Regions from separate parts of the Mus musculus genome. Here region 2 is linked to region 1. A link is a contact called in public promoter capture Hi-C data. All regions are on one chromosome and are shown on one strand. Each heading gives the region's core, a stretch centred on a gene start, on an enhancer-like site or on the middle of the called end of the contact. The rest is flanking DNA. Distances are from core to core; before and after follow the strand shown.

The links. Capture Hi-C pulls out chosen DNA fragments and counts their contacts.
Region 2: a contact with region 1 is called in a promoter capture Hi-C map of adipose tissue. The contact joins two enhancer-like sites. A contact is called at or near these places in 3 of 484 Hi-C or Micro-C datasets (the G1E-ER4 cell line, Th1 cells and brown adipocytes), 1 of 115 datasets of contacts at active chromatin or transcription factors (pancreatic cancer cells) and 2 of 9 other capture datasets (adipose tissue and liver).

The regions. Positions count from the first base shown.
Region 1 is chr14:7,951,566-7,954,486 of GRCm38.p6, reverse strand. It overlaps Flnb (filamin, beta), which reads right to left. Exons shown (of 46, transcript NM_134080.1): 46 at 2,899-2,921. Among named protein-coding and RNA genes, the nearest start is that of Gm45521, 4.3 kb to the left of the region's middle. Within about 2 kb of position 1,461, at least 118 of the 459 cell types and tissues checked have an H3K27ac peak or open chromatin away from gene starts, as enhancers often do. A contact at or near this core is called in adipose tissue and pancreatic cancer cells, where this site is marked.
Region 2 is chr14:8,133,888-8,136,808 of GRCm38.p6, reverse strand. All of the region lies in intron 4 of Pxk (PX domain containing serine/threonine kinase), which reads right to left. Among named protein-coding and RNA genes, the nearest start is that of Pxk, 37 kb to the right of the region's middle. Within about 2 kb of position 1,543, at least 84 of the 459 cell types and tissues checked have an H3K27ac peak or open chromatin away from gene starts, as enhancers often do. A contact at or near this core is called in adipose tissue and pancreatic cancer cells, where this site is marked.

The DNA of each region.
Region 1 (2,921 bases), core at 212-2,711:
GGCCGTTCTGCTATTCAGACAGTGGGGCCCAGAGACAGAATCTCTGCTAAACTTCCCTCTCTGAGAACACCCTGCCCAGGTTTGGCTGGACCCAAAGAATGTGCCCCGCCTCAGTGGTGACTGGGCGAGCCAACACATCCTGGTGGTGTGGAAGGGTGGGTGGGTGGCTAGACAGAGGGAAGCACTGGCAATAAAAGGCCAGTCGATTCTTTGTCCTGGGGAGGGAGATAAACACGTTCAAAGCTCAAAGCACCCTAGGATACGTGCCACAAGTCAGGCTTGCTATTCCGGCCTCCCAGCAGCTGCCTTTGAGAATGCTGAGGAAGAGAAAAAGGGTGTGAGGGGTGGGTCCTGAAATTCCACATACATGAGCTGGTCCTCACAGCCTTGGGGGCCCAGACAAAGCAGAGAAGGATCTTTTGTTTGCAAGGGCCCCTCCCACCATGCACTTGGCCAAATCTTTAGGAAAAGGCCAAAGGAAAAAGAAACTGAATCCAGCTTGCTTAAAGCCTCTACTTTTGACACTTATAAGAAAAAAAAAAATAGTGAATTTTATTTGGTGAGGCCCACTTTGGTTTTTGACCCAGGTCTCTCCCATGGTTTGGAACTTGTAATTAAGTTAGGCTGCCTGGATGCTTTCATGCCCAATCTTTTCACGTGGGTGCTGGTGATGAAACTCAGGTGTTTTACCACAGGGCTGTATAATATTCTCAATTCTCTCATTCTCCCACTTAGGTACAGATTTCAGGGGTGGGCCTGGGGGTGTGGCTTAGGGATAGATTGCTTGTATTAGATCGGCTCACTAATTTTTAAAAACAAAACCAACTAACCCCAAACCGGAATACTCCACCTCTCCAGTGTTGGCTTTGCAAGCTGTGAAAAACAAACCTAAGGAATAAGAAAGACTAGAACACTCATTTCCCCTCAATCCTTTCGACGTTTTTCATTCTGCTGCCCTGAGCAGCTTTGGCCGTCCTAGAACTAGCTCTGTAGACTCGAGTTGCTGGCCTCAAACTCAAGCTCCAAATGCGTCTGCCTCCTGTGCGCTGGGATTAAAGGTGTGTGTTGCCACTACCCTATGTACTGAGTTATATAACAAATACATCAAGTTGTGGCTTTTAAGGCAGCTTGAAGACCTAGAACAGGTTGCTAAGGGCTAGTGTGTGTGAGTGAGCTGGTTAGTATTTGCTCCTTGTAGTCTCCTAGCAAGCCCTCCCCTGTTAGTTGGGAGGTAGAGAGGTCGCCCAGGGTGGGCAGGGGCTACACTTTCTATTGACCACTGAATAATGACACCCTGGACTCATTAGCTTCAGCCAGGGCACAGGAAAGCCAAGCAGCCAAAGTCAGGAAGGACCTGGCCCCAGGCCCACAAGTTTCAAAGTTTTCAGGGTATTGACATAAACAATAGCCTGTTTCCATGGTAGCCAAGCCCAGGTGCAGATAAGAGCTGCCCTCTGGTTCTAGGCACTGAGAGCAACAGGTCTCCACCCCACAGGCCCTGATGTCACAGGCAGCAATTGCGGGGCTGCACCTCAAAGGTAAAACTATTATCACCTACTGGGTGCCAATCACCAGCCAGCTCACACACACTCTGACAGAGGGTGTCCGTAGAAAGTAACAAGCAAAGGACTGTTCCTAAAAATACCAGTGGGAATTCGTGGGAATCTCCCCCTCCCCCGCCAGCCAGACTCGACTCGGCCGGTTAGGACTCAGTGTTTAGACGTTAGGACACCTTACACCAAAGTCAATGTTTAGTGTACAAACGCTGCCTCCTCCAGCAAACCTAACTGGGTTGGAGGGGTTGATGAATCCCCTGGGCTTCTCTGGCAAAGCCAGCATCGCGCCAGACATGTTATGTGAGGACTCTTCAGGGAGTCCCCAGCCCTACAGAGCCCAGGAGTCTAGGCGAGGGTTTCAAGGCGCAGAGACGAAAGGGCGCATCTGCCTTACCTTCCTCCAAGCTCAGAGGTAAACAGATTATCATTCTAATATGTAGCCAGGTAAGGGGAAAAACAAAGCCAGAATACAATAGAGAAAGCAGAGCAGGGGATGCAGTTGGAGACTGCTTGCCTACAATGTACAGAGTCCAGGGCTTGATCTCAGCACAGTATACACTTTAAAAAAAGCTCAAGGTCCTAGTTGGCTACAGGGAGAGTCCCAGGCTAGCCCGGGATACAAGAGACCCTGTCACATACATATACATACCATCACTAAAAATGATGCAGGTTCCCTGCCTGAACCTCTGATCCCCACACTCCTCCCGGCCTGGAGGCCTTTCCGCCTCCATGGGTACTGCCAGCTTTTCTAGGACTCTGGTAACCCTTCTCCTCCGAGCTGCTTGCCTGTAGTGTGATGTGTAAGAACACTCATTCTTAGTCAGAAGGTATATGCCCAACTCTATCCCCATATGAGGTCTGGGCTGTATGCCTGGTGGAAACTGTACCCATGTTTGTTCTGTCATATGTAAACCGTCACCCGACCACTATAAGGATTCATAGCTGGAGGGTTAACATCAGCAATCGTTTCTCCTCGGGAGGGCAGGTGGAGGCACTCAGTACTGGGTCGAAGGGTGCAGGGGCATGTGAGAGATCCTATCTGAGAACATTTCCCAGAACACAGATTCCTGATGGTATCAGGCAAGAGGCCTGCTTAATTAAAAGCCATTGCCTCTACCTGGGCTCCATATCTAGGGTTCCTAAGAAGTCACGATGGTATCATGGCCCGCATGTTCTCTTGAGTCCCTTGCCTGAGGTTGGCCCTGGCTTCTCAGAAAAGGACCACCCTTTGCAAGAAAAGGACTGGCCCATTGTTAAATAACATCTGCACTCAAAGAGATGGTGGGTGGGGAGTGATCAGAGGCCCACACCACTGATTCCACTCCAAGAATGACAGGGAGCGTTTATGGAGCAAACATTTTATTT
Region 2 (2,921 bases), core at 294-2,793, 180 kb before region 1:
TATTGTTCACGCAAATAAAATCCCTGTAGTCTACAGACTTCTTTAAAAGACATGATCAAAAAGGGGAAAATTAAAAATAATGTAGACTTTTAAACTGGACCCTAGGTGTTAGCATTCCTCTAGGCTCTGCCCAACAATTACCTGGCAATAGGCAGGTAGGCCTGGCTTTCGATAAAAAGGCCCCTTCTCTCAGTCCCTTCTCGCTCTCTGACTCTCTTCACTCCGTGACCCTTTTCTCCTTCTTTTCTCTTCTCCCTACCCTGGTTTCTCTCCTCTGTTCCTGGCCTTCCTCTCCTCTTCCCTGTCACTCTCTGTCTCTACTCCCTTCCCAACTCCCCTTCCGATACCCCTAAATAAACTATTTATATATATCCATTCTATGGCTGGTCCCTCAGGGAGAAAGGATGCCTCAGCATGGGCCCGCAGAGACACCCCACCCACCTCACCACCACACTCTATAAAACACAACACCTGCGTTTAATGGTAAAGTGCCGACAGTGCGTCCTTAGTCTGTTATGTGCCATGGTTATAGCAAAAGCTACACTGAAGAAGGCAGGGGAGGGCTGTCTATGGAACTATTATTGCAACTTCTCTGTAAACCTAAAGTTACTCCAAAAGTAGAGGACTACCAAGGACCAAAAAATAAAATTACTCTTTATGTGGAAACACATTTTTTAAGCCAAGAAATCTAAAGTAAATAAACTAGCTGACCTAAACCAGGAATTTAACAGGTCACAACTGAAGCTCAAGATTCACAAAGTATTATAAGGTCACATGGAACGACATGTTCCAAGTGATATTTCTCCCATCTTCATTCCTTGTGGAATTATAGCTTTCACAAACAAAGAAGTGATTAGCCTTAAGTATGTGCTAGAATAAAAGCCAGAGTTTCAGAAAAATATCTTCCTCGACAACATGGCTCACTTGTGGTAGGTTAGAGAGTGCCTGTCTACTTACAAACATATCCTCTTTTTGTTGTTCATTTATCATTCAAACATTTCCACTTAACACAGACAATGAGAACAAGAATTTCCTTCAAGTTCACTGCATTAAGAAACTATCAGCCAGCACTCGGGAGGCAGAGGCAGGCGGATTTCTGAGTTCGAGGCCAGCCTGGTCTACAGAGTGAGTTCCAGGACAGCCAGGGCTCCAGAGAAACCCTGTCTCGGAAAAAAAACAAAAAACAAAAACTATCAGAATAACCGCCTTTTATACCCCGCCCCCTCAAATGCAGTGAATAAGTGCAGCCACTCCAGATCTCTGAGAGCAAACAGCAATCTTAAAAAAAAAAAAAAAATGGTGGATTTCACCTCTGCCTGGTGTTAATTATGTTCCAAAAAGACTGGTGAGGCTTGCACGCACCAACAGTTCTCTCCATATGTCACAGCAACCTCTCCTGGAATCTGCTGAGAGCTTGGCAAACATTATCACTGTGCATATTTTACAGCACATTGTGAATGAAGAAGTTTGCAGGAGACAAGAGCTGGGTGTTTGTTTACTGACTCACTATGCAGTGTTCCCTAAATATTCCAGAGGAAGCACATGACCATGAAATGCAGGACTGGCTCTATCTGCATTCTGTTCAAGCGCTCTGAGAGGCCAGGGAGGCTGGGAAGGGCTGAGCACAGCTCTGAGAACGCTGTGCCCTCTTATAAATGTTGATATAATATTTTTACCATTTCTAAACTAAGTTGAAAACAAGTTAAAAGGAAACTACTTTAAATGAAAGTATCCATATCAACTCTGAGACAATCATGAAAATAATTTCCTACCATACTACAATGCATCTCAAGAAAGTGCACAGGACGGCAGTTCAAAACTAAAGGAGACAATCAAGGACTCCTCAACAACTGAGGAGTGTTACTGTGTATCTTATACTGCTTTAGACGTGGAGAAGCAACAGGGAACAAATAAAACCTGACAGATCGTGTTCCTGATAAGGAGAGTACTGAGAATTAGACTTTTGTTTTAAACCCTGAGGGTCAGAGAGCTCAAGGCAGAAAACTTTCCTCTTATTTATCTGAACTGCTTTTTATCCTAAGAAACTGAATGATGACTGATACTGACACAGTCTCACCCCAGATTCAGCATCAAATCCATTCAAGCCCATACTGCCTGCCACTTCTTTAACCAAACTAAAACCAAGCTGCAAGCGTCTAACTGGCTATGGCTTGGTGGCCCACAATGTTTGGCTCACCTTCCACACTCTGGGCTCTGCCTCCCACAACCCCTCTGGCCTTCCCTCTGCACTCAGCTTTTCCACAAGGACCAGCTAAACCTTTAGGCTGAGCCTAAATCTACTATTCTTCTCCCTGCAACCTCTCCTCCTCACACACGTCCAGGACATCTGTTCCTCTTGTGGACCTTGAACTTCCTGAATGAGGACTCTAGCTGGGAGGACATCTTTTAACTTAGGTAAAGTCCAGAGCCCTTTGAAAGTATTAATTCCCCCCTACCTGAGCTGTTCTTCCTGGTGTACTGGCCCCTGGCTCCAAGTCTGCTAATCTCCACTGGCCTCTCAGCTCTCCGAATCAGCACTGCCTCTTCTGGGAAGCCCTCCTCTGCCCCCAGGCCTGATGCGCCTTCTAACCCTGTGTACAGTCTCCCTGCACAAGTGCTATTGGCCTTGCCAAGTACACTTGGCACTGGGGATATATAACAGTGCTCAATTAATATCTGTTGAAGAAAGAACTAAAGACTCAATGCGTTGCCAATTCAACTGCAAAACCTCCCATCAGAATACAGACCCCGAAAAGGAATACATTTACTTTCTACTTATTTCTCTTATAATCTTATTTTTGTTTGTTTGGTTTTTCTCTGTGTAGCTCTGGCTGTCTAGGAACTTTCTAAGTAGGCCATCTGACTGTGCCTCCTGAGTTCTGAGATTAAAGGCATGTACCACCACCACTTGGCTAATATTT